Regions from separate parts of the Mus musculus genome. Here all the other regions are linked to region 5. The links are chromatin contacts, called in public Micro-C and promoter capture Hi-C maps. All regions are on one chromosome and are shown on one strand. The core of a region is the stretch at or near the end of the contact, and the rest is flanking DNA. Distances in the headings are between cores, read along the strand shown. Region 1 overlaps Wwox (WW domain-containing oxidoreductase). Region 2 overlaps Wwox (WW domain-containing oxidoreductase). Region 3 overlaps Wwox (WW domain-containing oxidoreductase). Region 4 overlaps Wwox (WW domain-containing oxidoreductase). Region 5 holds the start of Cdyl2 (chromodomain protein, Y chromosome-like 2). Region 6 overlaps Wwox (WW domain-containing oxidoreductase).

Region 1 (3,374 bases), core at 365-2,864, 2.0 Mb after region 5:
CAGGCTTGACTAGGGAGGGACAGGACCACGGCAGGATGCTGGTGCAGCCCCAGATAGGATGTCCACTGAAACACAGATGCCATGTGCCTGTTTCCTCAAGGATAAGGGACCCGATGTGACCCGCTGGGGGCTTGTTTGCAGGGATCTGCAAAACCTCACATCAGAGACACACAGATTTAATGAGCTGAGCACACTAGCCATCTTCCAAAGCACTCCCAGGAGAGGGTGCAGCTGGGACACATCTACAAGACGGGAACCAGAGTACCCTGGCACTTGTCCGAGACGGGGCCTGTTGGTTGCCTTTGCCAGTTGTATCTGTGCCCCCCCCCCCCCCACGATGGTCAGTTGCTCTAAATAAATATCCGTGGTTCCTGGGCATAACTCAGACTTTGCATTTAAAATTAGATCTATAGTGGCTTGGCCAAAATTTGTGTGTGAGTGTGTGTGTGCACTCGAGAGTGTGCGTGTGTGCGTGCATGCGCGCGATGGGTATGTAGCTGCCTGCAGAGGCCAGAGGAGCATGTCAGAGTTCTTGGAGCTAGAGTTACAGGTGGTTATGTGCTGCCTACTACGGGAGCTGGAAAGCAAACGTGGGTCATTTAAAAGAAGAGCAATGAGCACTCTTGATGCTGAGCCACCTCTCCCGTCTTTGCTTTTTCTTCAGTACGGTTTTATATTTGTGTGCATTTGTAGTGTGTATATGTATGCGTGTGCACGTGATGTTCACACCAATTCCCCACAGAGTCAACATTAGATGTCTTCCTCTACTACTCTCTATACATGCCTTCCCCTACCCCTTTGATTCAGTATGCGCCATTTCAGCTCAGTTGGCTGCCAGGGACCCTAGGATCTGTCTCTATCTCTACCTAGGTTTCCTCAGCTGGAGCCAAGTGCTCAGCCTTCTTAAGTGGGTTCTGGAGATCTGACCTCAGGTTCTCATGCTTATTCAGCAAACAATTTACCTGCTGAGCCACCTCCCCAATCCTTTCAAAATTAATTTATATTCAGATATTATTACCGTTACTTGTTCCTTTAAACAGAGCAGCACACAGAGAAATCGCTAGTGTTCTCTTCTATCAGAACACGGGCTGGTCCAGCCTACACATTTGCTCATGGTTGGGTGGACAGGTAGCAAGCAATGCTATCTGGGCTGACCTCTTCATCTGAGATCACCTTGTCTTCGTTAGAAGAATCTTGCTTCTCCTGTGTGTTCCACAGTGGTACAGAACAGACAGGGCCCGAGTCTTACTGTAGAACAGGCCTCTGGTAAGTTATAATTAATCAGCTTCAACCTTCTAACAGGAGCCAGCTGGTGAACGTGACATTGCTGGAACTGGACAGGTGTGGCAGTGAGACACACGGTCCCTTGCCGGTCACAGGGTATTCCAGTAGGTGGGTAGGACTGGGGAGATTCTGAGCGCCCACCTCTGAGGACTGGACAGAGTAAAATAAAAAAAGAGTGAAAGATTCCCTTTCATTTTTTTCTTCTTCTCTTTCTCAGGTTAATATGAAATTTTAGGAGCACAGGAGCGAGACTTCCGGCTCGACAGAGCGGCTAAGTCACCGAGCCGACTTTTCTCTGAAGCAAAAGCGATGTACAATGTTGATGTGTGCCAAGAACTCACTTGGGCATGGGGCCAAGAGAATGCGGCCTGTCAGTCGTCCGTGGGGGAACGAGAGAGCAGGGAGTCCAAGCACATTTGGAGAGATGCCTTACAGTTCTGAGGCAGCCTTTTCACGTCCACAGAAGCCCTGCCCCCCCCCCCCCCACCCAAACTCGAAACCTCTTGTTTCTGGCTCTGGGAGGCAGCTGTTGGCGAAGACATACCTCTTTGGCAAACCAACGTCATCCTCAAGCAGACCCTGTGGTGTGAGGGGTCTGGAAGGGGCCAGGCCAAGGTGGTAAACCTTCCTACCAGATCATCTCTTGTCTCTTGCATTCAGCCAAGGCAATGTGCTCTGCAGAGCCAACCCTTGCCTGTCTCAGAATCATGACTTGCTTGTGACTAAGTAGAGGCTGAATCGGCACCCTGATCCCCCACACCCCCCCACACCCCCCAGAGCCCTGGAGTCCCCTCCACACCCCCCCCCCAGCCCTGGAGTCCCCTCCACCCGCTCTTTACAAAATCAGTTCATCTGGGTAATTTTTAAAGCGCAGCACGTGGGCCAGCTGGAATTGTTTGCCTCTTCCTGGCCAAATGTTTGGGGCGCCTTCCAGCCTTCAGTCTACATGCTGTGTGTGTGTGCTAGCAAGATCTGGAAGGCACGTCCAGGACTGGGAAGGAGGGTGTTGCTGACCGCAGGACCCGCCAACTTCCCTAGGCAGGAATGAGAAAGAAGCCTGCTCTTTTTAGGCAAGCCACTGTCAGGCAACACTGTCAGGCAGTGATTCTCTGGGCTTGGATATTAATGCTCACATTCACTGGCTTCTGAGCTAAACCCCCCATCCCAGATCCTTAAAAAGAGAAGATGATTTTCCAGGGAAAGGAGTGTGTGTGTGTGTGTGTGTGTGTGTGTGTGTGTGTGTGTGTGTGTGTGTATGTGTGTGTGTGTGTGTGTGTGTGAGCTTATTTATGCTGCTCTTATCCAGAACAGGGCTGATAGGAAAGTCACTGGACAAGGGTCTGCCTGGCAGGATGCTGCCTGCCTTCCTTCTAGAAAGCAGGCTACTTAGATAAGGTGCAGTAGTGGCAGAAGTCGCCTTGAACACTTGGCAAGTGTGTTCATTTAGAAGGAAATAATACAAAGAGAAGGGCAGAATATTCTGTCTGCCTCCTCCCTCCAGCCACGGGGAAGGTAGATAATTAGACTTCATTTACAATCCAGAGCTTTCAAAAATAAGACCTGTGTTGGTTATTTATTTATTTATTTTTAAAGATCTTTTAACTTTGAAGTTCTGGAGATTGGGGCGGGAAGCTGCCTTGTGTGAAATGTGCCTGGCCTATTGTACTTGGGGGAGTCGGAAAAAAAAAAAAAAAAAAAAAAAAAAAACGGGGACAATAATAGCCCTTCACGGAGGAGACGGGATTGTGTTCAACACACCATTTATCTCCTTTTGGACACAAAAGCATATGTGCAAATATGTCCATTTATACATTCTTCTTCTGGGGGCCTGTGACTCTTCCAAGTCATTATTCATATTAATTAATGTGTGTTTGGTTTATAAACTGCTGGGCTTAAGAACTCAAGTTGAAATGTTCTAGGAAAGTCAATACCCCAGCACTGCCTGTGACAGGGTAGGGGTGAGGGGTGGGGGTGGAGCTAATGGGCTGGATCCAGCCTTCCAATAGGGTGACAGGAGCTTTACACATCTGGGACAAGGCAAAAGGCCCTGTGAAGGGCCTTATATTTGCTGTCTGGAGACCGGCATCCAT
Region 2 (3,364 bases), core at 719-3,218, 1.6 Mb after region 5:
CAAAAGGCAGAATTAAGCTACGAAATTAAACCCTCTAAATATAAATAATAAATTCTCTCATTGGTGCCCAACCCCGGGGCCAACGTAAGGAAAACCTGAGTCCCTGCTGAGCCTTTTTATTACTTGAGGTATATGGAGTCTCTAATTTAGGGCTAAATATAAAACTAAAGCACACACAGCTGGACTTTCAAGTAGTTTCAAAGCACATTTAATACCTTCCCGCGAAACTTCCAAAATCCAAGCCGTCCCCGCTTTGCTGCCGTATAAACAGAAGTCGGGCAGACCTAACATAATGTATGGGATTCAAAAGGATATTTAAGAGGGGTGGGGAACACACAGGCTGAGGGCCCACAGCCATCAGAATGCTGACCCATGTTCACCGGCCCATGCTGTCCTTTGCTGGGTGGGTTATAATAGAAACCAGTAAAGCTAAGTAGAGGTGGGGGGGGGGGTGGGGGAGGGCAGAGTGCCGAGGAGGGCTGCCTTTAACCGCAGTTTTGTCTGCCCCTGAGTACTTTTCAGCACCATTCCTACACCCCTGGGCCAATGGAAAATGAGAAAGAGTCAAAGCCGGACTGGCAGACATGAATGGATTCTCTGTTAACCCCGGGAATTCTTCTTGAAGGAGAATCCAGGATTCTGGTTTATGATTTTTGTGTTGCCAGACACTTTAATTGATTTGTTAATGAGCCCCAAAGTCTCAAGACTTCTGTGAGCGAAAGGCAGTTTGGAGTGAACGCTATGTTACAGTTGAGGTAGTAGGTACTGTTCAAACAGCTCTTGCTTTGAAGGCGTGGTCCCAAAATAATACTCAGAGGTGGAGCTTCGGAAAATAATTGGATCATTAACGGCTCTGGCTGGCTTAATCATCAGGCTAATTCACTGATCGATTCATACTTTGACAACTTTATGGGGAAGCAAAAGAGACTAGAAGATTAGACCTACTTGGGCTAGGCAGATACTAGGGAGCATGGCTTTGAAGGTCACACCCTGACTCTGACCCCTGTCCCAGCGCCATCCCCCGTCTTGCTGCTTCCTGACCTCCATGAAGTGAGCAGCCCTGACCCTGAGGTGGCAGCTAGAAGCTAGCTGAGTCACCCTGGGTTAGCACTGGGACCCGGTCAAACAAAATCAGGGTCCTTATCTCTTAGAAGGATCTGCTATGGGGACAAAGAGGATGCAGACCACAGACACCCAGATGGCTTACAAAATGCAGCTACAAGTTCTTCAATAGTCTTCCCACCAGGAAGTAGAGCCTTATGTCCCCCTGCATTGAATCCCAGTGTGCCAGGGATGGTAAACTCACTATAAGGTCTCCTCATATGGTGAGAGGAAGTGGCTTCCTGTGATGTCCAAGGTCAGTCGGAGAAGACCTTGCCATGGCAGCTATGAGGTGTACGCCCTACAAGATCCAACCTCTCTAAGACCACCACGCTAAAGAAGCCAGAGGCGGAGCCCCCCACTTAGCCACTCATGCAGTAAGAAAGGTAATTATGGGCTAGCCCACCCACCAATCACCCCGTGACCTTTGCCCCATAGCCAACAGATTGAGAGACAAAGCAATCCCTACCCCCCCCCCCAAAAAATTGAGCCAGAAAATGATGGGATTTAATAAAAACAAAAACAAAAAAATGCATTGGTTGTTGTCTACTAGTAGCACGTGGGGCGCTTTGTAACTCGGGAACAGATAAATGACAGGGGCCAGACTCCAGGGATGTCGAGATAAAATGAAACCATATACACTACATTCCCAGTACACAGCGGGCTCTCGGCAGCGGCGGATGTCAGATCACGTCCCATTCCTGGTGACAATAGACTTGATTGCCTTTCAGTTTCACTGCCTATTTTTATACTGTGCGACGCTAAATCGTAAATTACAAGCAGCTTAGCAGCCTCTGATTCCTACCCAGCACTCTGGGTTTTATTGGGCTCTCAAAGTTAGAGAAAGGCGCACATGGAAATTGGAGCGGCTCCTCTGCTCTCCTCTAGGGGCTCTGGAAGGAGGTTCTTCAGCCGGAAACTCCTAGCTTCTGACCGTGCTTCGTGCCCCCCCACCCCCACCCCTCAACTTCCACTCCCCGGTGGCAGGCACACCACGGTGAACAGGGGGCTTTCTGCCGGGAAGTTTGCAAGCGTTTTTTCTGAGCAGTATTGGTTTTCTTTTTTCTAGCCGGCGTAGATTTGTGAGCTGCAATGTGTTCCTGCAGGAAGGAGGCAAGCAGCCTCCCTTGGCAAGTCTCACCATGAAGTTATTTCTCGGATCCGCATCTAGAATTGGTTGTATAACTTGGTGATTGCCAGAAAGCATTTGGGAGCCAGATGGGTCTTGGCATGAACCCTGGCTCTTTTCCTTCCAGATGGAGAGAACTTGGGGGCAGATTTTTGTTAAAAAAAAAAAAACAAAACAAAACAAAAGGAAAAAAACCTCAGTTTACACTTTTGAGAAATGGGACTAATCATAGTGCCCTCTGGTAGTGCATTTGGGAAGCCTCAACTAGGTAAATACTCGAGGCCCTGCTCGAAGTCGGAGCTCACAGTCATTTTTCTGCTAACAGGAATCCTCATCGCTGGAGGCTACCCCGGCGAAAGTTGTTGGACTTGGCTCAGAAAAGCATAAGACGCCTGTGAGATTAGAAATTCGGATACAGAACGAACAGCATGCTGGTGTATACTAGACACTCCGGAAGCCCGGTGGCCTGCTACCGAACGCATTTGCTGCTACTTCTCGTAAAGCACGCCCCCCCCCGTTTTCCTGAGACCCCCCCTCTGCGGGATAGATGATGGCCATTGGTATTTACAATGAAGAGCAATCATTCAGCGTCTGGATGGAGGGCTCACCCAAGAGCTGCTAAACAGAAAGCTCTCATCTCTGTTTTCTCATCTTTAATACAAACTCCCATCCTCCATCTCCCTTCCTCCAGCCTCCAGCCTAATTCTGAACACCCCCACCCCCACCCCCACCCCCGGTAATGAACATTAGCTGGGAGGATGCTCTGGAAAAGCCGAGCTGGAAAAAGTTTCTCTGGAGCCCCACTGCCGCAGTCATTACATAACCAGCTCCCTCCAGCAGCAGCCTGAGGTTCGCTGTGGAGATGCTTCCATTTGTAGCCTCTCCAAGTTCCTCTGGTGCAGCGGCCCCCTCCTTCCAAGTCCCTTCCCCTCCTCTCTCTTCATGCCTGAGGTCTGGCTCCACTGGAAGCCACCCCCCCCACACACACACACACGCCACTCGCTCATTTTTTTCCACATAATATACTGCAGTTTATTACATAAGTGATTTATTGCATGCGTCTTAATGTATAAGGGGCAAAAAGTTGTTTAAAATAAATCCAACTGAGAGGATAATCTCTGTGGGCAAAATGTA
Region 3 (3,443 bases), core at 213-2,712, 1.5 Mb after region 5:
GAGAGACAGAGAGAGACAGAGAGAGAGAGAGAGAGAGAGAGAGAGAGAACCTGAAAAGGAAGTTATTTGAATTATGCACTCCTTTAAGGAGAAAATGCTATCCCACAAGTGGAGACGTCCACACTGAAAAACAGACGTTGTTCTATCCGAGATTTTCAGTGAGCTGCTCTATCAAATGAGTAAGAGCATTCTTAGGTGGGCACCACTGAGTCAGGCACTAGAAGGTACCTTTCAGGTACTCCTTTGCAAAGGTCAAACATTTCCAGATTGTGCTATGACCTTTTGCCGGGTCATCTCAGGTTCCAGAAGCCAAGATCCTAGATTCCCACAACTCCTGATGTCTTCCCTCATGAAGATAGACCTACAGTGGGGAACAAAGAACTGTGCTCCTGAACCTATGGAAGAGCACAAATGTGATTCCAGACAGAAGCCTACTACTGAGGCCACAGTGAGCGTACAAATCAGTGTGTGCCTGAAAGCAGGAGATGAGGGGTTGAATGGGATTCGACGAGTTCTGCCATTGTTTTGTTATAGTGGGAGAAAATTCAAGTTCGAGGGCAGCATATTACAGAAATGATAAGCTGACATTTGGCACAACCAAATAAGACCTTAGGGAGCTCTTAGTGTATAACTGGGAACAATCCACAGCCCGTTCAAGACTTTCAGAGCAAGCAGTGGCCAGGACTCCTGAATCCTGAGGTCCACTGATGCACACGCCCCAGAACTTTGGTACTTGGTGGCTCCCTGCTCCACTATACTCTGCCTCTGCCTCTGTTTGCAGCAACTTCCCACAGAAAAGGTTCCTTCGCACAGCCTCTAGAGTGAGCTTCTAGTTTTTAGCACAGACTTCTGAATGGTTGAGAGCACTTCTCATTCCCAGACATGATTTTTTTATTTGTTTTCTCCTTTCCCAACTAAAAGAAAGTGCATTCCCCAAACCTCCACCCTGCCTCAAGGGTTTTGTCTAGCTGTTCCTTACTGAATATGATCTTGAATAAACACATATTAATGATCGAAGGGATGGGTGGGTGGATGGATGGATGATAGATGGATGGATGGATGGATGGATGGATGGATGGATGATGGATGGATGGATGGATGGTTGGGCTAGATGACCATGAACTGTGGTGTATGCCTCTAGACACCTGTGTACTATTTTATAGCAGAGAGAGAGAGAGAGAGAGAGAGAGAGAGAGAGAGAGAGAGGGAGGAATGTGTAAGGACAGCCTCCCATGAGGCTAGACTCATACCCTGACCCTGGCCCACTCAGACCCACCAAGTTAAGAAATAGCTCTTGATGTGCCTTCCAGTAACATTAATTGTTGGTCATAAAACTTCAAAGCAACAGATATTTATAGCTTGATTAGAGCCCTCTTTTTCCACAGACCCTCACCACAGCACTTTCCAGCTCAGTTCCCATGAGTGTACTGAAAACAGCCTCCTGCCCACTTCCTGTCGAAGCCAGTTCCTTAACCGCCCAGGTCCTGAGGCTGGCTGCCCCCTCCCTTTTGTTCCAGCGTGCAGTCTTTCGGTTTCTCTTGGGTTTTCTCGGTTGGTTTCTTACTTTTTTTAAAAATTTCTTCACTCCTTTTCTCAGGCACCCAGATCCCCTGCTGAACCACCCCCAGAGTCGGCATGTCAACAGGGGCCATCCAGTGAGTGCACGATGGTGCCCTTCTCAAAACAGCCTTCCAGGGGAAAACATGCTTTTTCTGTGAAGTTTCTCAGGGTCCTCCAGACTAAAATGGATAATGGGTTCACTCTTCCTGGAAGCTTGAGAGACCGGAAAAATACTGAGCTAGTGCGACAATTCAAAGATCCTAGCCAGAGGCAACCCCTAGTTTGAGTATAGAAAGGTGGAGTCCTACCATCGAGTGAGTGTGCTTGTGTGCCCTACCTTGCGTGTGTGTGAACTTCCAATGTCATTCTTTAGGCACTCATATATTCATGCTGTTTGGGAGTTTATTTTGTTGGGGGTGGGAGTGGGGGCTTTGTTTTGAGGCTGGGTCTCTCACTGAGTCCTGGGGCTCTTCAATTCTTCTATGCTAACCCACAAGCTCCAAGGATCCATTGGCCTCCACCTCCTCAACTTGGGACCATAAGCATCTGTCACCATCCCTGGCATTTTTTTTAAAAGCATGGGTCCTGAGATCAAATGCAGGTCTCCATGCTTACAAGGCATACTCTACAGATAGGGAAAGGGTCAGAAGCTAGAGAGATGGCTGGCTCAGAAGTTAAAAGTGCACACTGCTCTTGCAGAGGACCTGAGTTCGGCTCCCAGCAGCCACTGCAGGCAGCTCACAACCACCTGTAACTCCAGCTCCGGGAGTTCCATTGTCTCTGGCCTCTGAGAACACCTGTGCACACGTGCCTATCTCCCATAGGCATACATGTTGTTAGAAATAAAACAATTTAAGGTTAATAAGTCTGCTAGGCAGCTAGAACATGACAGAGACATCTCCTGTCTTCACCTTCCAGATGACTTCCTGAAAACGCGATTTTTGTGTGCACCTTGTACATTGAATTTTAGAAGGGTATGGGGGTGCCAAGCTAATTGGACTTGATCCCCTGGCTGATAGTGGTTATGTTCAGGATATGTTGAGTTCATCATGCTCGCTCCCCAAGTTTAGCATTAGGAAGAAAAGTAAACTGAAAAGCTACACAACACAGGGTCTCCTTTGAAGGGGGAAGGTAAACTGTGTGCCCATTCAGCTTTAAAAGGGAGCCTCATGGGCCTTCATTGCTGTCACTGTTCATTGGGGGGATTGTGGTGAATTCTCTTTGAATGTTGGGAGTTCAGCAGAGGGTAATCTCAGCAGCCCACAAGAGATACTAATTGTGGTGATTAATAAGTATTGTGTGGTTCTAAACATGGGCCACATGTTAGAGAAGTGATATACCCACAATTGGAGGACCCTCTCTGTAGATATTATCATCTGAGAAAAATGGAAACTAGAGTGGTCTCCACGAGACTGGGCTAGAAAAACAAAAACCCTTTTACTTTCGAAAAGAAACCCCCAGAGACAACACTGCATCCCTTGGTCTGATTCTGTAGCATCTACATAGGCTCAGAGGATGTTGGTGGCCTTGAGGTCAGCCTCTTCTTCAGTCTCTGATGGAAAGTGTTGCTGCTCATCAACCAGGCTTGCTCTGAGACCACACCCCAGTGCTTGGCTTACCCTGCCTTTGTTTCATGTGGACCTAAGACTCTAGGGGATAAGGGTATCAACTCAAATACAAGTCTACTGTGCATGGTGTGTTACAGGAAACAGCCATGGATGGTCATACCCTGCTACTCTCTACACCTTAAAATGTGCCACCCAAAAACTTTGAAAAGTAAGCCCAGGAGCTAACAGTGTTAGGGGACAGATAGAGTGATCCCATAAAAAGTTTTCTTCTTTCCACATCATCTGAGGAAGTCAGTGGTAGCTTCTAGTGGGGGG
Region 4 (3,808 bases), core at 536-3,035, 2.0 Mb after region 5:
TTGCAAAGGAGTTTAAATTGCTTTAAAATTAGTTTATAGGACAGCGCAAAGCACCTGCCCTCAAGCTTCACAGCCTGAGTTCATTTTCCGGAATCCAGGGTGGAAGGAGAAAAACCTACTTATGAACGTTGTGCTCGGACCTCCACACGGGTGTCATGGTGTGTGCATGACCACATAATACATACATACACACACAATAATAACATACTTGAAAATAGTATATTAATTAAGAGAGACATAGAACACATTGCCTCCAGCCCCATGTATAGAGGCGAGAGGCCGCCTGCTGATGAGGGAGCCAGGTGGAAAGCCTGCACACTGGTTCGGGGTATTCAATGACAGCAAGACCCTGAACAACTGCTCTGTGTTTGTGGGCACCACTGTATGGCTGAGTAGAGCGTACCTTACTCTGTTTACAAGCTGCGTGGAGCCAGGAGAAAAGAGTCATGCACGGAGAGCCGCCATGATGGAGCTGCTGGAGAAAGGGAGTGTGAAAGACAGTCTTCCTTCACTTCACGCTCAAGAACGCGGCTTTCAGAATAGAATGGCCATTGTGAGCACAGTCACTTGCTCCTGAGGATCTCGGGTCTATTCCCTGCAGCTCGTTTTCGGCAGGAGACTGATGGGAAGGTGAGAAGCTGCCCCCGGGAGCTCAGCCTGCATCCGCTCTCGGTCTCCATGCAAACACCATTGTTTCCCAGCCTGATTATTATTAAATTGTAATGTGGACCCAGCCTCTGCTTAAGCACCCGCGATGATTAGACTACAAGTCAATTGTGGGTAACACGCAGATATAAATGCGGCTAATAAGTTTTACTGTAATGATTAATCAATTTATGAATACATTATTTAAGCTAATAGCTCAGGTAGGGTATCTTAAACAAGTTACAGAGCGCATCGACCAATTCAAACTCCAGCTGCCGGATCAATAACAAACTGTAAGTAAACTCTGGGGGGGTAAGCACACTAGCAAAAAAACAAAAAAAAAAAAAAAAAAAACAAAAAAAAAAACAAAAAAAAAACGCAAACAAAAGAGTCTTAGAGGAAGAATGAAGAAAACATACAATACTTTCAATTTGAAGACAGATGCACAATACTTTAACATATGCCAAAGATTAAAGGGAAAAGATTACAAAATTATATCACTGCAAATTTTGTTGCTGTGACAAATTAAAAGCAGTTCATACCAGAAACACACACAGGTGCAGACCGGTGAGCACACAGGCACCATGCATTGACAGTGATGTTGATTCTTTAAAGTAATGAAGCCTTGGGCTCATGTCACTGTCTGTTTATCTATAGCTGTCCCTTTAATGGGAAAGGAAAAAAAAAGTATGCTCAAAAAGTAGGACCAGCAAATTTTACTGAACGGGAGCCATCTTCCAGCACAGTCAAGGGACACCTGCTCTTCTCCAGCCAGACATCTCCCCTGGTGCCAACCAACCACAGCGAGTTTTGTAACAAAGCAAACCTTTATATCATAATGCTGTCCCATAACTTTTTTTTAAATTAGGGCTAATTAATGTGAGTTTAATAAATAAACCAAAAAGGGCCTTAATTTCCAAAGGTGGGCTATTTCATCAGAGCTTCAAGCGATGGTGCATTTTAAAAAATTAATTAGTATCTTGTGCGATCGGCCACACGTTATTGAATAAGTAACAGCGGCTAAGTGAAACAGATGAAATATTGGTAAGCGATGCAGCCACAGTATAAGTATGTGCAGTGGGTCAGAGGTTAATCCCTATTGATTTTCCAAGTCTGCGTACAGCACCGCTGGGAAAGACCGGTTCAGTTGGCAATCAGCTAGCACAAATACATTATAAATCTTACTGTCCGCCTCCACTGACCACTGTCACTTACTTCAGTTGCTAAAGACCATTAAAAAAAAAAAACTACCCAAAAGGGGAGAGGAGGAATTCTACCCACTTTAAACAAAAAAGTAAACCTTGAGGGAGTCCCCGATACTGGACAAAACTTTTGGGGTGAGCATTGCTCAACACAGAGGCCCCTCTTCCCGTGGAGCTGGCTTCTCTCCCGGAAGGCAGAAACTACTATGTCATGCTCTTCAGGATAAATCCATTTCAAAGAGTCAACACAGACTATTGTTCCCTTAAGCTTCGACAGCAAACTCAAAGGAATTCCAAAATGCCTTTCCCATTTGAAGGTCTGGAGAGAAAGGGAAGAAGCCGGATCTTTTCATTGGGATTGTTTAAAGCACCTACAGGTTGGTTTTGCACTATAGAGCTCAACCTTTGAGCTACTAAACATGAAGCTGAATGCGAAGCCCTTCCCACGCAGGGAGACGCACTTCTAGGTGCTATTTTTATAAAGTGGTCCCCAACACGCGTAAGCTTCATTCCCTGCAGACTTAAGACACCCGCCCCCATCTCTGGAAATAACTTGACCACATGTATAGTTATGACTTCCCTTCTTTACTGAGACCGTATCATGGATCTTCTGTGTACCTGGCACTCTTGATAGATTCAGGATATGGATGAACAAGATGGGTCCTCCCCACCCCATCCACAAAGAGAGAGAGAGAGAGAGAGAGAGAGAGAGAGAGAGAGAGAGAGAGAGAGAGAGAGAGAGAGAGAGAGAGAGATACAACACAGTCCCGGGAAGTGTGTTGGTGCTGGCAGGCAGTCTGTCATTTACCAATGGTGTGACATCCAGCTGGCCATCAGACCTCCCTGAAACTTAATTTCCTTGCTTACAAGTGTACAGCAATACTATTATTTGCAACTTAAAAAAACTTAAAAGCACTTGATACAGGGATAAATATTCAGGGAGTGTTGGTTATTAAAAAGTTATTTGATGCCGAGCAAGAACATGAGTGAAGTTTTTCGACCTCTTCTTTGTAGGTGGGATTGTGACATTGTGGGGTACGAAGTGGCAGAATATCCATTGTCCCATGCCACACGGGCAGAGGTCTCCTGTCCCCCAGGTCACCACTTCTGAGAAACAGCATGGTGAAGGACATGCTTGCAAATTACTCTGTGGAGCTTTTTAAAAGTGCCCTCAAAAAGCATAAGGAAGCAAACTGTTATCAGAAATGCAGATGTTGGCTGGCTCAGCGTGAACCAGGCCAGGAGACATGGAGAACTCTTTGGGTAAAGATTGGGTCCTTTCTGCATGGAGACTGCAGGATTTTACTTTAAGACTCAAGCCCTAAAAGGATGCATGGGGAAAGGTTCACGGGTAGGTGTTATATCTACATACAAATGCAGCTTTGTTGGCATTTCCATGGCATGTGTGTACGTGCACACACACACACACACACACACACACACACACACACACACTGCAATCTACGCATACCCTCTGCTCTAAGCAGAAGATATGACATTCTTGAAATGGCTAGAGTATTTTAGGGGGAAACTCTTATCTTCATCTTTTTCAGAACTCTATCAGCTAGCTTCAGTGTACTCTTGTGTTAATGTTGGAATGCATTTGAGGGGGAAAATAAAGCTTTCAAGACCTTTAAATTGAGGGTTGGGGGCTGGGGACAACTGTCCTGAGTTAATGACAAATCACACCCAGCAAAATCTCCCCCAAAGCAATTCTCTCCGCCATTTTATGCCATGACCCTATTCCTTACAGAAGCTTGCCTTTGATGGTGTCCAGGTCTCCTGGGGGAAGTGTTTCAAGTTTTTCGGGGTAGATAGGGCAGAATCACAAACAGACCTGGAAAGACTACCAAGTCTATCTACAATCCCCGAGGCTCCAGGCTGATCTCAATTGCTAGCTTTCATCAGTTGGAAAAATCTTAAGGGCACATAGGGCTCCGGAAACCTACTTACTTATTTAC
Region 5 (3,509 bases), core at 791-3,290:
AGCGTGCTGTTCCTCAGCAAATACCCACGTCCCTAAGTCTCGCAAACCAGTCTAAAGTAGGGATTTTCATATCTTGTTCCCATTCCCAGGGAAAATTTGATCAGAACAACCAAGTTTAGAATATGCCCCTCCTCCTAGCCCCAAGTACTGATCATGTTTTTAAATTGGACTTAGCATACTATGTCAAACCCAGTTCCTTTCCTTCCCTCCCCGTCCGAATCCCATTCTCAGATGATGGGAGCATAACTGCTCGAACCGAGGCTTGTGCAGGTTTGTTTTGCCACCTATGGACTGAGAGGTACTTATTATTAGTCGTATCATTTAGAAGAGTGGTCATGGAGGAAAATACCAGTTACAAAGAGAGAATGAGCCCTAGGGCTGTGCCAATTCCTACCGTTTGTAAACCTGACATTTCTGTTTCTTTTCATGCCGCCACCATTTTCTCCTCACTCTCTTAATGCTGGATTCTCGCTTGAAGCTGGAGACACAATTTGTCGTTTTGACATAGTCCAACAAGAATCACTCACTCGGTTCTGGATCAGTCTCCACCAGCCACTGTGGTAAAAGTTTGTGGCAGTCAGATAAGTCCTTGTCGTGCCCCTCTGCAGCAGGAGAGGCCAGGGGTTAGATTAAGATACAACTTAGCTTTACTGAGTTCCCTGGGGGATGGACAGGCCACATCACCACGGGTACCTGGATCCTCCACGGTGCTGCTTGTATATGGCCACCCATTTGGAAAGGAGAGCAGGTGATCTGCCCACCGTGCTGCAAACAGCAAACGACCAAAGGAGGATATGGTTCATATTCATTACATATTTGAATGTAAAAAAATTGAAAAAAAAATGACGAGGTGGACAGACATTTGGAGCCTGAGTCCCTTGTGTCCTTCTCCAATGTCAGAACACTCACCCCGGGATTCTGAGAGAGTTGTACTATTTTAAAAAGAGAAGCCTTTAGGTACAAAGGTGACCATACATACAGGATGCTTTTAGGAGGAGATAACTTTTTAGAAAGAGGTAACTCTACCTCTGTAGCCCAGCAGTAGAGGGAACTCCTGTTGAGACATTGAAGGAACCCTTCCTCTCTTCCCTAATGCGCATCTCCTCTTCCCTCTGGGATTCAAAGTCCAGTGTGGGCAGGGTCTCACTGGTGGCTGCAGACACTTGTAGTTGGGTGGACTTTGGGAAATGTTTGTTGATTAACTGATTGGATAGTGAGGCAAGAGAGCTTCCAGGGGAGGCCATGTCTGGCTCTAAAACACTTCGCAGGGTTTAGTGGTGACTGCCACTGTCCTGGCTCTCCTTGGAGCCTGTGGACCAGCCACTTCCTCTCTCCTCTCCTTGAAAACTCATCCTGGAAGCAAGGGGGCCCCTCAGCTCCGAGGGGCCAGTTTTCCTAAGAACGTGCCCAGTCCCCTCCCCGGGAAGGAGAAGAGTGGGGTACTCTGGAGCTAGAAGCAGGACTGAAGAGGGGCTCCCTTGCCTGAGACCTGCAGGTTGATACCTGCCTCTTGGCCGCCCCTTCGCAGCCCGGGCAGGTCATTCCGGGTGGGCACCTGGCCGGGTACTCTGGGGGCCTCGCGGCTGCGCGCGCGGCCGGGCTCGGGAGCGGTACCCGGGCTCGGCCCTCGGTGGCCGCCGCCCCCTCCGCCCCGGGGGCCGGGCCGGGCTCCCGGGAGGCGGGGACTCGCCCAGTGGCAGCAGCGTCCGGGCGGGCGGCGGGCGCGGGGCGGCTTCCTGCAGGCGGCGCCGGGGCGAGCCGAGCGCTACAGTCACCGGCCTCGGGACACGGGGGCCCGGGCGCTCAGGGGGCCGCGTCCGAGGCTCAGGGCGCGCTGCGCAGCCGTCGGTCGCCCCTGCCCGCGCTCGCGTGTCGCCGCGATTGCCGCGGCCGCCGCCGGTTACGCCAGCCCCGCCGCCGCCCGCTCCGATTCTGCGCACAGGCGGCCCCCAAGCCTGTCATTCTGCAAAAACACAGTTTACTCAACACGCCGCACACACTCGCGCGCACACACTCTCACACACACTCACACACAGACACGCGCGCGCGCGCGCACGCAAACACACACACATACACCACACACTTATACACACGCACGCACACACGCGCTCACGCGCGCGCGCAACCCGGGCCCCCCGCGCGCACACGCACGGGAGCGCGCGAGCGAGCAAGACGCGCACACCCGGCGAGCCAAGTTCCGCAGCCTGGCATGGCTTCTGGGGACCTTTACGAGGTACGGAGAAGCCGGGGCGCGGGCGGCGCCGGGGAACCGGGCCTGGCCGAGCTGGTGTGAGCGTAGTCCTGAGCCCGCGGGTGGTGGCGCCGGGGATTGGAGGGCGGCTGGGGGACTCGAGGGTGGCGGCGGACCCGAGGGTGGCGGCGGGGACCGGAGGGTGGCGGGGGCCGGGCGCGCCTCCCGCCGCCGCCTCCCGCGGCGCCCGCTCCCTCTTTCTCTTTCTCTCGCGCACACACTCTCTTACTCCATCTACTTTGCGGCCTTGGAGAGGGGAAGGAGGAAGCCGGGCGGAGCCGGGGCGGAGGGAGGGAAGGTAGCGGTCCCGGGGAGGTGCTTGCTCAGCCCCGACGAGCCGCCCCGAGTGTGGAAAAAAAAAGTACAGGTTAAAAAAAAAATTAAGGAAAAAGAAAAAAAAAGTCGCCGGGCGTGCGAGGGAATGCGGGGGGGCCCGCGCTGCGGACGGCCCAATTTAGGGGTCTTGAGCCCCCGGGGGTGCGCGGGTGTGGGTTGGGTGGGTGATCAAAGCGGAGCCAGGTTCCTAGGAAGGGGAATGAAAAGGACAAGAGTGTTGGGGCACGGGGGAGGGGGTGCCCTGGGGACACCACTCTTGCAGTTCCACAGGGGCCACTGAGTGCCTGCCCCCTCCCCCCACCTGCTGCCTAGTGTCCCCCTTCTCTGGACTCTGAAGCTCTCCTGGCAAGGGCTTGGGGGTTGGTCGCCTCTGCTGGTGTCATGCTTCCTAGGGTGAAAGAGGGGCTGCAGAGGGACCCTCCAGGTGGAAGGGAAGCTGGCCTGAAACTTGTATGTGGGTGGTCAGACTTGTCAGAGGACATGGGTGTGAATCCAGTTCCCAGAACTCCACTGGCACACTAAGGGGGTCATACTTGTCTCTAAGGTCACACAGGTAGTAGTGGGCACTGGATATTTTGAAATCGGTTCAAAATGTTGAAAGAAGGCGTCCATCTGTCATCTTTTGGACAAGAAATACCCACGGTCCCTGGGGAGAGAGGGCTTAGCTGGCCTCGGGACCACAACAGTTCTTGAGTGGGATTTGGACTCCTGGACAAATAAGAAGCCACCACTGATCCCAGGGGGAGTATGCCCTTCAAGAGGTGTTTGTTCTCACGAAAAGGGTCTGAATAAAGAAGCCAAAGGGCCTGGCCACCTTCTCCCAGGAGGCCTGCAGATACTGCAAGAAACCAGTGTCACACGGGTCAGGTTGAGTTTCCCACCCCTTTCCTCCAGTATGAACCAGCCACTACGGTTGGCTGTC
Region 6 (3,356 bases), core at 538-3,037, 1.7 Mb after region 5:
TTTCAGTCCCCTCACCCCTCCCCGACCCTCATGTCCATCTAAGGCCCTTGTCTTGGAGGATGATCTTTAGTGTCATCCTCTTTGCACCATGTGACAGGCGACAGGAGCCGGGCCTTGGGAGTTCCCAGGCCCCATGGGGTGTTCAGATTGGATTAGCTGGCATCCTTCTTTGCGTCTGTCACTTGCTGCCTCTTCTGTTGTTGGCAGGGGTGTCATTAAGGCCTCATGGCCTGAGGAGTTAATAGAGACACTCAGGGTTCTCAGTCACCAGTGCCTGCAGCAATCTGCACCTATTGATACCTGGCAGCTAATTCCCCTTCATGACCTGACACCTTCACTGTGGCTCTGTCCCCCGTTGTCAGCAGTCCACGACCTCAGTCTCACAGATACAACCCCAAAGCCGACTCCTGACAAGGAGGCAGGGGTGGGCCTGCCCCTGACCTGCAGAAGCACCCTTGCCTCTACCTGGATACGGTTCCTCTGTGTTTCTCTCTCATCCCACAACAGGAGGTGCTTCCAGTCCTGGGGTCTCCCTGTCCTTAAATTAGACAGAGGTGTGGTAGAGGGATAGTGAAGATCAGAGGTGGGACCTAGAGACCTAGAGATTACATACCTGTGCTGAAGCCGTGCTGACCCTGCCTAGGGCTTCCTCGGTGAGTTTCGGGGACCCTTCCTCTCCTTACCGCCATCATATCTTGCCTCCAAAGCCTCCTCTGATGCCATTTCTAAAGAGCTCTGAAGCCAGAGGCCAGTGATGGAAAGCCGGGAAAGAAAGGACTGGAATTAAGGTCGCCGTTGGATCCAGACATTTAGAGACTAGGCTGGATACTACGAGACGTGGTCTCAGAATCCCAAAAGGAACTAGAAAATGAAATAAAAATGCCCAGTTCAGAAGCAGGAAATCTAGACTGAAGGGCTGGGGGCATGGGTTCTCCTGGAAAGCATGTGTTGAGGAATTGTGAGGGTGTGAGTTTGGAACCTCAGCATCTACATAACAGCTGGGCGTGGCGGTGCACCCCAGGATCCCTCCAGTGCCAGTGGGGCAGACAGGTGGATCCCAGGGGCTCACTTGGTAGCCAGTCTAGCTGAAGGCATGGGATCCAGGGTTAGTGAGAGATTCTATCTCAAAAACCAAGGTCAAAATGACAGAGGGAGACACTCAATAATGATGTTGATCTCTTGCTTACACACACACACACACACACACACACACACACACACACACACACACGCACGCACACACAGCCACACTGCAGCTATCTTAAACTGTGAGACAACGCTTCTTTCTCCTAGGGGATTCATATCAGCCTGGGCTCAGCTAACTTGAACTGTGTGCATTTGCACGGGTGTGTGTACATTTATCTAAGTTCCTCAAATTCGTGGGCCATAGCTGTGTTCTCAAACATGAGCTACCACACCTCCGCTGAGGCTGCCGTTAAAATGTTGTTGGAGTGGACCACGTTCAAGTTGTTTTGTGTCATTCCGTAGACGGATGAGAGAGACCCTTCCCTGTCCGCAGAGTCTGGGGATGGTGAGTTTGCAGACATGACTGCAGTTACATTTTTTTGTTTTGTTTTGTTTTGCTTTGTTTTGGTTTGGTTTGGTTTTTTTTTTTTTTCTGCTTAAGGAACGGCTTGCCTTGTTTCAGGACGGTGGGATATGGCAGGATTCTGTATTCACGCAATAAGTTCCTCCTCTACGCCCTGATGAGCGCCCCCCACCCCATCCCCATCCCAGTGCCTGGCAGTTCCAGCTGTGGGATGCAAACATCTGCTGGGCATCATAAAGACACTCTATACACTTCCAGCCAAGCCCTGACCTTGTGACCATTTCCACCATTAGATTTGAATGACCTCAGCAGCCGGGCTGAAAGGCCCGCCCGAGTATTAATTCACGGAACCACAAGCTCAATTTAAGATTTAATTTGAGATAACGAAGAGCTACTGAAAGTGTATTCAAACTTCTAAGCATGTCGTGGACAGTCTCTCCCTGTTTTTTTCAAGTTGAATATGAATCCGGGATTTGCTTTAGCGGGTCTGTTTACACATTTACAAACAAAGGGGGCTCAGAAGGGGCTTCTTCCTCTTTTCCTGGGTTCTTTGTGCTGTGGCTGTTGTTTTAATGGCAGCCTCGGAGGAGGTCCCCTTAGCATCCTTTCCTTTTCTCCTTTCTCCTTTACAAATGGCTGCCCTTGCCTTTAAGGATTACCCTTGAATTCCATTACATTCCTGAAGAGAAAGCAGGCTTCCCAAGGAATCTTGCCCCCAACCTTCCCTCAGAGTCCAATCTAAACAGGAGGAAGTGTCTGGGTTCAGCTGAGACAGTGTTTCTTGAAAGCTGCCTGCTATGTAGCTCTCGGAAATTTAAAAAAAAAAAAAAAAAAAAAGGGTGTGTGGGGATTCCAAGCCTCGTGCTGGCCATTTGGTGCCTCTTGGTTCTGGTGAATGTCTAAATTCTGAAGATTTTAGCCCTAACATATTTAAGATTTCTGGCCGGAGACGGGGATTTGACTTGGTTTCATCAGAATTTTCCATGCTTGGCAGTTGGCTCTAATATGGAAACCTCTAGCTAGAGTGGGGGATGGTTTGTTTCAGGCTGAAGAGTCAAAATCTAGGATGCTGCTGCATCTGGCACAAGGCTGGGCTGGGCTTTTTTTTTTTTTTTTTTTTTTTTTTTTTGCAGTGTCTCAAGGAGTCAGCCCAGCTTTGGAATCAGAGGCTTGAAGGATGAGCAGGGTTGTTCAGCAGGGAAGGCCAAGCATGGGAAGCCAAGTTCAAAACCCGTTACCCACTTGAAAAGTAAGCACGGACCTGTAACCTCAGCACAGGAGAGGCACTGGGTCTTTCTGCTGAATCTGGCTTCAGGGTCTGGCTGAGCTCCTGTTCCAGGAGAACGGGGTGAACTGAGATAAGGCAGGACACCTGGCATGCTCACCTGGCCTCTACATGCATGCACCTGCACACATATGTGTCCACATACCAAACACCCTCAGACATGGGCTTCAGGTGTTAGGTCAACAACAGATGCAGCTAGGTCCTAGCAACCTTAATCCATAGAAGAGAGGTCTATATCCTAGAGGATGATGGTGTGGAACGGCTGGGGCAGGGCCCGAGCTGAAGTAAGGGTAGGGGTGTGTTCATGCCAGACTGATAATGTAGCTTAGCCTTCCTTTCCAGGAAGGCCTTGCTGTTTCAGTTGCTGCTCTTCTAGGGAGTCTCTGAATTCATCGGGCTGTCATTCTCAAGGTCATGTCCTTCCAGGGCCAGTCTACCCAACTGTCAAGGCAGAGGTCCAAATGTCTGGCTGTACTGATCAAATGGGGATCAGCTCTGATGGGCCCTTGGAGCTCTAGAGCT

Evidence for each region. Promoter capture Hi-C pulls out the DNA fragments that hold promoters and counts their contacts. Hi-C and Micro-C count contacts between places; a contact is called where the count stands out from the background.
Region 1: a promoter capture Hi-C map of liver shows a contact between it and region 5, with 6 times the contacts expected there. The contact joins the enhancer-like site here to the promoter of Cdyl2 in region 5. A contact is called at or near these places in 4 of 39 promoter capture datasets (cranial neural crest, hippocampal neurons, liver and 1 more).
Region 2: a promoter capture Hi-C map of hippocampal neurons shows a contact between it and region 5, with 3 times the contacts expected there. The contact joins the enhancer-like site here to the promoter of Cdyl2 in region 5. A contact is called at or near these places in 3 of 39 promoter capture datasets (embryonic stem cells, hippocampal neurons and liver).
Region 3: a contact with region 5 is called in a promoter capture Hi-C map of pre-B cells, with 4 times the contacts expected there. The contact joins the enhancer-like site here to the promoter of Cdyl2 in region 5. A contact is called at or near these places in 5 of 39 promoter capture datasets (the 3T3-L1 cell line, hippocampal neurons, liver and 1 more) and 1 of 115 datasets of contacts at active chromatin or transcription factors (large pre-B cells).
Region 4: a promoter capture Hi-C map of liver shows a contact between it and region 5, with 4 times the contacts expected there. The contact joins the enhancer-like site here to the promoter of Cdyl2 in region 5. A contact is called at or near these places in 5 of 39 promoter capture datasets (hippocampal neurons, liver, pre-B cells and 1 more) and 1 of 9 other capture datasets (embryonic stem cells).
Region 6: a contact with region 5 is called in a Micro-C map of embryonic stem cells, with 4 times the contacts expected there. The contact joins the enhancer-like site here to the promoter of Cdyl2 in region 5. A contact is called at or near these places in 3 of 39 promoter capture datasets (the 3T3-L1 cell line, hippocampal neurons and liver) and 1 of 484 Hi-C or Micro-C datasets (embryonic stem cells).

The regions. Positions count from the first base shown.
Region 1 is chr8:114,772,546-114,775,919 of GRCm38.p6, reverse strand. All of the region lies in intron 8 of Wwox (WW domain-containing oxidoreductase), which reads right to left. Among named protein-coding and RNA genes, the nearest start is that of Gm16118, 66 kb to the right of the region's middle. Within about 2 kb of position 1,614, at least 58 of the 459 cell types and tissues checked have an H3K27ac peak or open chromatin away from gene starts, as enhancers often do. A contact at or near this core is called in liver, where this site is marked.
Region 2 is chr8:115,158,700-115,162,063 of GRCm38.p6, reverse strand. All of the region lies in intron 8 of Wwox (WW domain-containing oxidoreductase), which reads right to left. Among named protein-coding and RNA genes, the nearest start is that of Gm39257, 200 kb to the right of the region's middle. Within about 2 kb of position 1,968, at least 143 of the 459 cell types and tissues checked have an H3K27ac peak or open chromatin away from gene starts, as enhancers often do. A contact at or near this core is called in hippocampal neurons and liver, where this site is marked.
Region 3 is chr8:115,232,285-115,235,727 of GRCm38.p6, reverse strand. The region is part of intron 8 of Wwox (WW domain-containing oxidoreductase); the gene reads right to left. Among named protein-coding and RNA genes, the nearest start is that of Gm39257, 270 kb to the right of the region's middle. Within about 2 kb of position 1,462, at least 74 of the 459 cell types and tissues checked have an H3K27ac peak or open chromatin away from gene starts, as enhancers often do. A contact at or near this core is called in pre-B cells, where this site is marked.
Region 4 is chr8:114,749,903-114,753,710 of GRCm38.p6, reverse strand. All of the region lies in intron 8 of Wwox (WW domain-containing oxidoreductase), which reads right to left. Among named protein-coding and RNA genes, the nearest start is that of Gm16118, 44 kb to the right of the region's middle. Within about 2 kb of position 1,785, at least 8 of the 459 cell types and tissues checked have an H3K27ac peak or open chromatin away from gene starts, as enhancers often do. A contact at or near this core is called in liver, where this site is marked.
Region 5 is chr8:116,731,522-116,735,030 of GRCm38.p6, reverse strand. It overlaps Cdyl2 (chromodomain protein, Y chromosome-like 2), which reads left to right and starts at 2,040. Exons shown (of 7, transcript NM_029441.3): 1 at 2,040-2,233. The coding sequence starts at 2,210.
Region 6 is chr8:115,009,317-115,012,672 of GRCm38.p6, reverse strand. The region is part of intron 8 of Wwox (WW domain-containing oxidoreductase); the gene reads right to left. Among named protein-coding and RNA genes, the nearest start is that of Gm39257, 50 kb to the right of the region's middle. Within about 2 kb of position 1,787, at least 24 of the 459 cell types and tissues checked have an H3K27ac peak or open chromatin away from gene starts, as enhancers often do. A contact at or near this core is called in embryonic stem cells, where this site is marked.